Linked DNA regions of Mus musculus: region 2 is linked to region 1. A link is a contact called in public Hi-C data. All regions are on one chromosome and are shown on one strand. The core of a region is the stretch at or near the end of the contact, and the rest is flanking DNA. Distances in the headings are between cores, read along the strand shown. Region 1 holds the start of Kcnmb2 (potassium large conductance calcium-activated channel, subfamily M, beta member 2). Region 2 holds the start of Zfp639 (zinc finger protein 639).

Region 1 (4,875 bases), core at 1,188-3,687:
GAGGCTGGAGCAGGCTTTGTTTTCATTACTAGATGGAGCAGAAACTGAAGGAGAAAGATGATGTGGGGAGGGAAGGCTCTGGCTGGTCCTAGCAACCGAAATGGGCAATGGTGTTCATTTGCCACACAAAGTGGATTGTTTGTCCAAATTTCTCAGCCCAACTTTCCTCAGAGCTGACTAAAGACACCCAAGTAATCCTGTTTCATCCGGTTTTTCTTTTTTTGGGGGTGGGGGTGGGGGTGGGGAAGGGGGCATTGCAATCCAGACTGACATACACCAGCCAGATTTAATAGAAGAATTTTTCCCTATAAATCTGTGAACAGTGTGGAAATCAGTTTTAGTTTATCGGTGAAGTGTCAGAGCCTAACTACGAGAAAATCACCCTTCAGCTGTTGTTTTCCTGCCATCAGTTCCCCCTTGAAGAAATACTTGATGCAGTCAGATTCAGGTGAAATTGCTCAGACTAGAGCCAGGAAAAGTCTTTTTGAAATCAAGGAAAACAATAACACTCACTCGCTAACTTCAGCCGACAGATCTTGTGTTTAGGAAGTCCAAGCTCTGTCTTTTTTTATTATGGAGTCTTCACTGGTGACTTCAACTGGCTAGGGATGGGGATTACAAGGTCAAGGTCATGCTCTCCACGGGCCACGAGGAAGCACAGACTATGTCGTAACCATCAATCTTACCAGAATATACAGTTACTCATACCCATGTGCTCCATGTCACCCAAAGACCAACTAAGACTGGGTCCCAGTCTCACTAAAGGCTGTCATTCTGCTATGAGGAACACCCAGCCAACTTCAAGCCTAGAGGTCTCTCAACCAAAGGAAAATGACCTCGAGTTTGTGTGTAAATGGCAGTGTGTACACAGGAGCTCAAAAAGACCAGAATCTCACTTAACCCTAATTCCAGCATTTAACTGAAAACTAACATTGTCCTCAACACTTATTTATACCGTGTTATGTGGATGGTGTAGACCAGTGGAGAATGTTACATTCTTTATAAATATGATCATTGAAGCGCTTTTGGTGTTCATTATAGCTAAATGCATGCATCGAAATGCAGAGGTTTTTCTGTTTGTTTGCTTGTTTGTTTGTTTTTGTTTGTTTGTTTGGTTTTCAAAATAGAAAGCGTTATCCTTACAGCTTTGAGTCTGTGAGGTCCACAGGGGAGAGAACGCACCCGCCACGGAGGGACACATTCACTTTGTCCCTGCCACTTCACACTGAGGGTCACAAGCAATGACAGTACTGGCACCGGGGATCAAATTGCAGAAACATTGGTTTTGGATCATTGTACTTTTGCCTCTGAAATCTCCGCGGGTGGTTCCTACCTTCCCTCTCTAGTAGAGCTGTACAGAGCCCATCTGAAGTGCAAGGAGATGTATGCAGTTCCTTGCCAGTGCTAATCATTGCCCCCTCCTCCCGGACTGTGGAACCCAACCGCTCCTCTTATCTTCAAGGAAGATTAAGCTTTCGAGCTATTCATTAACAAAATAAAAGGTCAAGTCCTTAACCTCTAAAGAATTCCCGTTTCCATCTGCAGCCCAGCAGTTGCTCAAAGGCAAGAACACGAACAGAGAGAAAGCCCCTTCTTTACTCTCAAACTCCCGGTCTGTTTTTAGCAAAGCCATTAATAGGAACAGAATGGTGTGGACCAGCCTTTCAATATGCAAGATGGACAGAGGTAACCAGATTTCTCTTATAGTAGATTATAGGGGGAAATCCATCACTATCTTCTGAAATACCCTCTGACCACCAAAACACACTGACTCCAGGAATATATATTTACCTAACAGGTTTCAAGTTCAGCACGGCTTCCTCCTCTATTTTTCTTGGCTCTCTCTGCCTCCCACCTGCCAAAGTCTTCTCTCAGTGCCCCCTCCCCAGCCTATCAGGCACCACTGGTAAGAAAAGAACTGTTTTCTCCATGACCTCTAAGCCTTCTACTCCACCGAAAGCAACGTGGAGTGCACACTCAGCAGGCTGCGATCGAGCCCGGAGCCAACCTGTCCATGAGGCTTTCCAGACATAAAACCTCACACTGCCCAGTGTGTCTTGTGTTTTGGTCAGCGTGGAGCCCCAAGTCAACCAAGCCTCTCTGTAGCACCTGGCTGCAATCCCTGACCGACCACAGGCACCCCAGCGCTGAGCCCAGCGACAACAAAAAGCTCCAAACAGCAACAGATTCCTTTGTTTTACATGCAAATCCTACCTTCAGGAGTTGTCACATCTTCCTCAAAAGCCACGCTTAATTTTTAATGACAGTGATCCCGTGTAGTCCTCCACACAGCCACCGGTCCTCATCTTTACCTTTCCTGCTGGCTGTCTTTGTGGACCATTGATGTCACACCCTCGCTAACTCATAGCTTTACTCCTCGCTCAAAATGTCTGCAAGAGTTTGGAAGGACAATAGGAGTGACAGGCACGCTAGACAGCCATGCTTAAGATTAGTTCTCCGAAGCTCTGTGGAAGCCGGTCCAGACTGTTTTTAAAAGCGTGCAGGAGGTAGGATTTATTAGCCTATGACAGGCACGCTGCTTCTGTTTTTATTAAATACTGTAATAGGCTGTCTGTTAGCATCGCTGTGATAGGTCCAGCATTTCTTCCCCACTGCTTTCGAATTTTCATACTGAAAAGGGAGCGGAGCCTGATCTGACTTCCCTCCTAGCTCTGCGGCCACCCTACCTACTAGATTAGATTTCCAAATCCTCTAACTTCGGAAGAAAGAACTCCTCCTGTAAATAAGCTCTCTCTAGGAGGGTGAACTTGGGAGTAAACACCCTTGGAATCCCCAAGTGATCCTGTTAGTCCCAGCAAGGGACTCTTGCTTTCCCAAGTTAGAAAAAGACATTATTTCCAGAGCTAGGCGAGAGGATCCTTTCACACAGGGAAAGTTGTGATGGGTAACTGAGGATGCCTTATGGCATGTACTCACCTGAAGTCTCAAATGTTGTATCAGACGGACAGCATGCATCAGAAAACAGATGAACTCATTAGGGCATGTCGGCTGCACAGTTCTTTGCTCCATGCAAAGGTCACCATTTTTCCTGCATCACTGCTCTCTCCATGGAAAGAATGGAAGGTGGGTAGAGGAGCTTGGGATGGGTGCCCTGCCTTGGTGTGGTCCTTTACACAGTAGTGACATAGAAACACTGGCCAGAGAGGAGGCTGTTCTGTGTGTGCAAACACACATCACTCTGAAAAGTGTTTTTCCGGACAGGAATGCAAAAACAAAGTTCTTGCCAGAGAATGTTTTAATGCTCCAACTACCCAGGTTTAGTCTTTTTTTTTTAACTCGGTTTTCCTTTCTCTTCTCTTGCTACCTCAGAACCATAGTTATATAGTAGTTACTATGGAAACTGAGTGGTCGGCACTAAGGGAGGGGCTTAGAGACCAGCAGATGCAATATGGACAGGAGTGTTCTATGTTGGACTATGGAACAGAAATTGAATAGTGGTAATGAACATCTTACAGCCACTGCCAGTGACCCTCTGGAAGACCATCTCAGGGGCATGATTCTAAGTTGCCACTGTTTAATTGTGGGCATTTTTGCTGTTTGGGAGTACGACATTGAGCAGACCCACATCCTCTTCCACATAATAACTGAATATCAGAATTGCTCTCATATCGGTCCAAAGATTTTGCTTTCATTCCTTTCTTTCTTTCTCATGTTCCTGGCTGCTGGTTTGAATATACCCTGATTATATTTGAATTTTAGCTGTTATTTGATTGGTTACAGTTTTTTCTTGGGAATAAAATGTGATTCAGTAGGAAAAAAAGACTCTCTTTGTATCACAAACCATAATCATACTTCATTCTGAGTGAGTGTCCTTACATCATTTCCTTAGAGCTAACCCTGGGCCTGAATATGAAGTTTGAATTTTGAAAGATAACCCTGGACCCACTGGATTGATACAACAGAAAGAAGAGTTTCTTCTTGTTTTTAGCTCCTCAAATAGAAAAGAAACTTTTTTTTCTTTTTTTTTTTTAAAAGAAGTTTTGCTCATCACTTGGTCATCTAAGAGAAACCATTTCAGAAATAGTTAAATATTCATAATTGTAAAGAGAGCAGAAGAAGTGCTGATTACTGTCATCAGTATCTTAATTTCATGGTAATTGGAGCAATTCACACAACTGTTGACACAAAACAAGGCTCTCATCTCCAAGGGAATAAGAGAATATTCGGGAATCAAATTTGATGGCCAAAGCCCAGGAAACATAGAACTACATTCCCATGGTTTCCCCTTGTCCACATGGAAGCAGTGGAAGCCGGTTTCTTAGAGTTCAAACAATGACAGCTGTAAGTCAAGGGGTTTTAAGAACACTGGTGGGTACATCAAAGAGACAGTCTCAGCAAGATGCAGGAGTCTCATCTGAGGCCTCAGACTCTATATTGCTCTGTTCTTAGCTTTTGGGTTGGTAGGAGTCAGCAGTCTGTTAAGTTGCTAAATTGCAAAGGGGTTGTATCTGTTACTCACAGGATGTTAGTTCCCAAAGAGGTGGGCAAGGAGTAGTTACTTAGAGGTCTAAAGCTAGGCCAAGATAAAGATAAAGTGTAAAGCCAGACTCTGTAACATCCTAACCTGTCGCTGTGACTGAAATTCTTAGTCCATCAGTGTTTGTGGACACAGCTTCCTTCCAGGGGCTCTTGTTCACACTCCAAGGTGTGAGTACAAACGTTCAAAAATGAAATTGTTGGGAGGGAATTCTTTAGGGTTTTATGGAAATCTTCTTTTTTTTTTTTAATGGACAAGCATATCACCCAACATTTGTTTATGGGAGAAGGATTATTTCAGTAAAAGAATAAAGATTTCTTTTTGAATGATTGGAAAAGCAGCGTCATAAATTCTGTAGTTCATCTATTTTTCTAGAT
Region 2 (4,875 bases), core at 1,450-3,949, 610 kb before region 1:
TCATGTGATCACACATTTATTAAGTGCATTCTTATTGCTTATGCCACCTTCCCAACAATCCCTGGAGGAACACAAAAGGGCTCCCTTATCAAACTCACCTCATTCTAAGCAAGGAAGAAACCAACGCCACTAAAGTCCATTACGACATAGATGGCACACTTGTCTTCGGAGCTCTGACATCAGGTAACTAACTGTGCATGTGTGAACCCTCCTTCCATGCTGCCAGCAGCAAGCTCATCTTGCTTCAAGTTCTTAAGCACAAGCAGGAGGGGAGGTGATAATCTGAAAAACTGACAGCCATACTCTTACAGAAATGTTAGATAAACAGACAAAATGCCTCACCCAACGCCATAATCAGCTTTCTTTGGAGACACAGTTTCTTATAGTCCATATTCTATCATATTCTAATAGGTAGAACACAACTGTCAAGAGAATATCTCAGGTTGTTCAGAACGTGAACAAAAAAGTAAGAAAAGGAAACCAAGCACGGGATTACAAGTCCTTAACATTGCCATTTGGATTTGTCTTGTCACGTGAGGAAGGTGGAGGAGAGTGTGACTCCTCAGGATTGGACATCACCAAAGGTTCCTTAAGACCACTCACAACCAAGAGCTGTCAACCAGCCTTCACCCAGGCAAATAGAATTGGATTTGTGTATGCACAAGTGCCTTCATAAAGACATCGGGAGTGTCCACAGGACACAGGAATGTCGCGAGTCCTGAGGACTGGACTCAGGTCCTCAGGCAGCAGGGACCTTACTCACTGGGAAATGAGCTGGCCATCTTGTCAGCTTGAGAAATTTGACTTCTTAATGAAATGTGAACCATAAAAACTCATGCTCACTAGTTATCCTTTTAAAAAGACTGTTAACTATCTGAAACGTATCCTTCCCCAATTATACACAGGTGTCACTGTAGAAAACCAGGACATTTGAAATTTAATCACCTAAAATCCATTCACTCAGGAAAAAAAAAAGATAATATCGTGGTGATATATCCATAGTTTATAATTTATCATTTAAAAAAAATTTAAGCCTAAAGTGGTGGCACATGTCTTCAGTGCCAGCACTTGGGAGGCAGGGGCAGGCAGATCTCCGAGTTTGAGGCCAGCCTGGTCTACAAAGCAAGTTCCAGGACAGCCAGGGCTACACAGAGAAACCCTGTCTGGAGAAACTGAGTATTGAGACCTACACCTTTATCCCCAGCCCTCAGGCGGTAGAGACGGAGGATGTCTCTGAGTTCTTGACCAGTCTGGTCTACACAGTGAGTTCCTGGCCAGCCAGAAGTACATAGTGTTTGAAAAAAAAATTAATAGACGGGATGTGCTAATTCTGAATTTATATTTATGTTTGGGGTTAGGCAATTTGTTGTTAAAGGCATACAACACTACTGGCTTGCTCTCCACTTTTTGAGATAACATTGAAGACAGAAAAAAAAATCCCATTTTAAAAAGGCCCAACTGCCCTCTTCCACATCAACAGCAGAGCTCAGTGGCTCACAGCTGACATCCCAGCACTCAGGAGGCTGAGGCAAGATTACACATAAAGTCTCTTGTGTCCTAAAAACAAAACAAACACATCACCCACACAGAGGCATCTTGGCACCTGGAACCTTCACAACACTTAATAGTGCTTCCCATAGACAAACCTTTTCAAAGGTTTCTCATGAAACCTCGGATGTCTTCACACAATGCCTAGACACTTTTTTTGTTTGTTTTTTTCGAGACAGAGTTTCTCTGTGTAGCCCAGCTGTCCTGGAACTCACTCTGTAGATCAGGCTGGCCTTGAACTCAGAAATCCGTCTGCCTCTGCCTCCCAAGTGCTGGGTTTAAAGGTGTGCGCCACCACTGCCCCGCACCAAGACATATTTTTAAAAGGCTGTTTTCGCGCGCATGTGTAGTCCGAGATGGTGTCTGATCTGGAGGCAATCATGAACCTACTCCAACTGGGTGTTCTCTCCAGCACCCAGCACCGAATTTTTTGAGACTGGGTCGTTGCGTTTTGAAGACGTTTATAACACTTTATTTTTTCACCTCCATTAAAACAAACAAACAAAAAATATTTCCAGGGCTCAGAAGGCGCTTACAGCTAAGCCAGACGACCTGGGTGTCTTCCCTGGAACCCGCAAGGTGGGAAGAACAGCCTCTTGGAAAGTTGTCCTCTGACCTCTACACTTGCGCCATGGCACACGTGCGCATGCATACACGCAATAAGCACGTACATTTTCAAACAGAAAGAGAATTTTCCCGTTCTAATTGAAGCCCGGCGTGGTGGCACACGCCTTTCCGGCTAGCCTAGGCTACACAAGTCCCTGTCACAGATTACAGGAATTCGAAGAGCGCTGGTCTGATTGGCCTCTCCTGGGAGCCTCTGTCCGTGAGGACTCAGGGCCGGGTCCCCGCTGGACTCCAGCGTCTCCCGCGGGAGCAGCCTCCTGCAGGCCGGCATAGGCCCCCCCGCCGCCGAGTCCACCCGAGCGGCCGACACGCACCGGGCCGGGCAGGCCCCGCTCGCCCCGCGGCCCTCGCTTGGCACGCAGGCCCCGGAGGCCGGCCCTCACCTCACGTAGCAGCGCAGCTCCGGCGAGACACGCCCGGATGATGGGACGGAGGGGGCTGCCGGGCCACCGCCCGCGCCCTGCCCAGCCGCCCGCGCCCTCCCCGGCCCTGCCCTTCCCTGCCCGCCAGGCCCAGCAGCACTCACCCCGTCACCCCGCGCATGCGCCACAGCGGGCCGCGAGAGTAAAGATGGGGGACGGGGGGCGGGAACCCTAAGGATGAGGGCGTGGCCTGAGCATGGAGGGGGCGTGGCTTCATGCTAAGGGCGGGGCCTAACAGCAGGACAAGGAGAGACTAGCAGTGCTGTCTAGCGTCCCCTACGGGCACATCCGGGCCGTGCCACCTTCCCCCCTGAGGTCAGCGCTGTCCCACTCATCGGTTTCCTGGAAGGCCGCAGTGATCGATCCTCAGGGTCTTCAGGATCATTAGTGTTTCACGCATGGTGGTTGTCCTCAAATCCCAACATCCGGGCTAGATAAGTCCAGGGCCGAGAAAAAACGCGATGTGACTCGAGATGGGTCCTCAGACCACACCCTGGGTTCTTGAAGTCTTGGGAGATTGGAGGTGGAGTTAGAGAAGGGAGAGCTGAAAAAATGGCTCCCCCCAGTTAAGAGAGTTTTATTTCTCTTCTAGAGAAAGCATGCACATGATAGTTCACAAACGCCTTTACTGTAACTCAACAGCAAGGGATGTGAAGCCTCCGCAGGCATACACACCTCCCCATCCCCCCACCTAAATACAAAAATAAATAAATCCTAAAAAGAAGACCTGATGGAGTGAACCGAGGTTATCACAAAGGATTGCATTCTGTCATTTAAATCCTTTTCGTACCTTGACCGTCAATAAGCAAAGGATTAAATTAGATGAGCATAAATAACTGTGAACATTGTTTTTGAATTATCCCTCGGGCTGACAGTAGATTTCGGTGGTTGTCTGTGCTTGGCAGGGTGAGTGCTGAGGTGTGAGCCCTCAGCGTTACAAGCAACAGTCCAGAGTGCGGCTGTGTGTTTTCTTTCTCGCTCCTCCTTCAGTGTTAAGAATGGAGTCCAGGGGCTGGAGAGATGGCTCAGCTGTTAAGAAAACTGGCTCTTCCACTAGGGGATTCAGGTTTTATTCCCAACACCCACAATGAGGTTCACGTCTGAGCTCACGTGTAAATCCAGTTCTAGGTCGCCTGAAGCCTTCTGGCTTCCATGGGCGCCAGGAACACAAGTGGTGCACAGACATACATTCAGGCAAAACACTCATACAGATAAAAATAAAATATATATATTTTAAAACATTTTTAAATATAATCCTAGCTCTCATCCACTGAGCTGCCCCACCCCAACCCCCTAATCTGGGTGAGAGTTAAAGAGGTTTCAGTACAATTTGTGAGTGTTTCTCGGTTTTGTAACTAAAGCCCTTAAGGTTCAACTAATTGTACGTGAATAGCTAAATCGAGTGGGGTAACTTATATCCAAAGTCACTTGCAAAGTCCCAGCCACGGTTCGTGTGTCTCACCAGCCCAGCGCCCTGTTCTTGCTGTCAATCACCTGGTATTCAGCCGGTTGTCACTGACACCCTCCCCCAACCCCATCACCACGCCTGGGGAAGTCCAGCTGTGCGCTTTGGAGAGACAGCGCCTTTTTGTGAGATTCAGTTTGGTGACCTCATAATCTGTAGGCATTCTCCTCTTAGACATGAATATTCAGGCACACCAGTGTAACCCAAAAGGAGTAAGAGAGGGTTCGCAGACCTTCTTTATTCCTAGTATACTTAGCATCGGGTACAAAATAGGGAATTGGGGCCTGATTGATTGAAGACTGTTGAATTTATAAAGATGCTGCCGGCGGCTACGGGTTTCTCGCTGTGAATCTAGTAGAGGACACAAGGGGGAGCCATGCGATCACTGTCAGTTATAGGGTTTCTCAGGCTTGCCCTTGAGTTTGACTTAATTCTCCTCTTGCCTGCGTCACTAGAAGGGGAGGGGGGAGAGACTATGTCATGGTATTTAGACAGCATGCATCATTGTTTTCAGGGCTCCCCTTTCCCCCTCCCTGGCAAGATGTGCAGCTATGTAAAATCTTGAAAGCCCTAGGATAACATTTTACAGGAATATTTAACCACCATCCTCCCAAGTTTTTGATACAGGTGTGTCATAGCTTAAATTTTTCCTGATCACAGAAATGTGTGTTATACAATAGATAGTAGAACAGAATTGTACTGGCTAGTTTTGTGTCCACTTGACACAGCTGGAGTTATCACAGAGAAAGGAGCTTCAGTTGAGGAAATGCCTCCATGAGATCCAACTGTAAGGCATTTTCTCAATTAGTGATC

Evidence for each region. A called contact is a pair of places that touch in the nucleus more often than the background predicts.
Region 2: a Hi-C map of cortical neurons shows a contact between it and region 1. The contact joins the promoter of Zfp639 here to the promoter of Kcnmb2 in region 1. A contact is called at or near these places in 2 of 39 promoter capture datasets (embryonic stem cells and hippocampal neurons), 2 of 484 Hi-C or Micro-C datasets (cortical neurons and nephron progenitors), 2 of 115 datasets of contacts at active chromatin or transcription factors (embryonic midbrain and embryonic stem cells) and 1 of 9 other capture datasets (pancreatic islet).

Annotation. Positions count from the first base shown.
Region 1 is chr3:31,900,265-31,905,139 of GRCm38.p6, reverse strand. It overlaps Kcnmb2 (potassium large conductance calcium-activated channel, subfamily M, beta member 2), which reads right to left and starts at 2,437. Exons shown (of 6, transcript NM_028231.2): 1 at 2,215-2,437. Gm34031 (a long non-coding RNA gene) reads left to right here and starts at 2,966. Exons shown (of 3, transcript XR_389652.3): 1 at 2,966-3,084; 2 at 4,874-4,875.
Region 2 is chr3:32,508,416-32,513,290 of GRCm38.p6, reverse strand. It overlaps Zfp639 (zinc finger protein 639), which reads right to left and starts at 2,699. Exons shown (of 7, transcript NM_144519.4): 1 at 2,559-2,699; 2 at 99-290.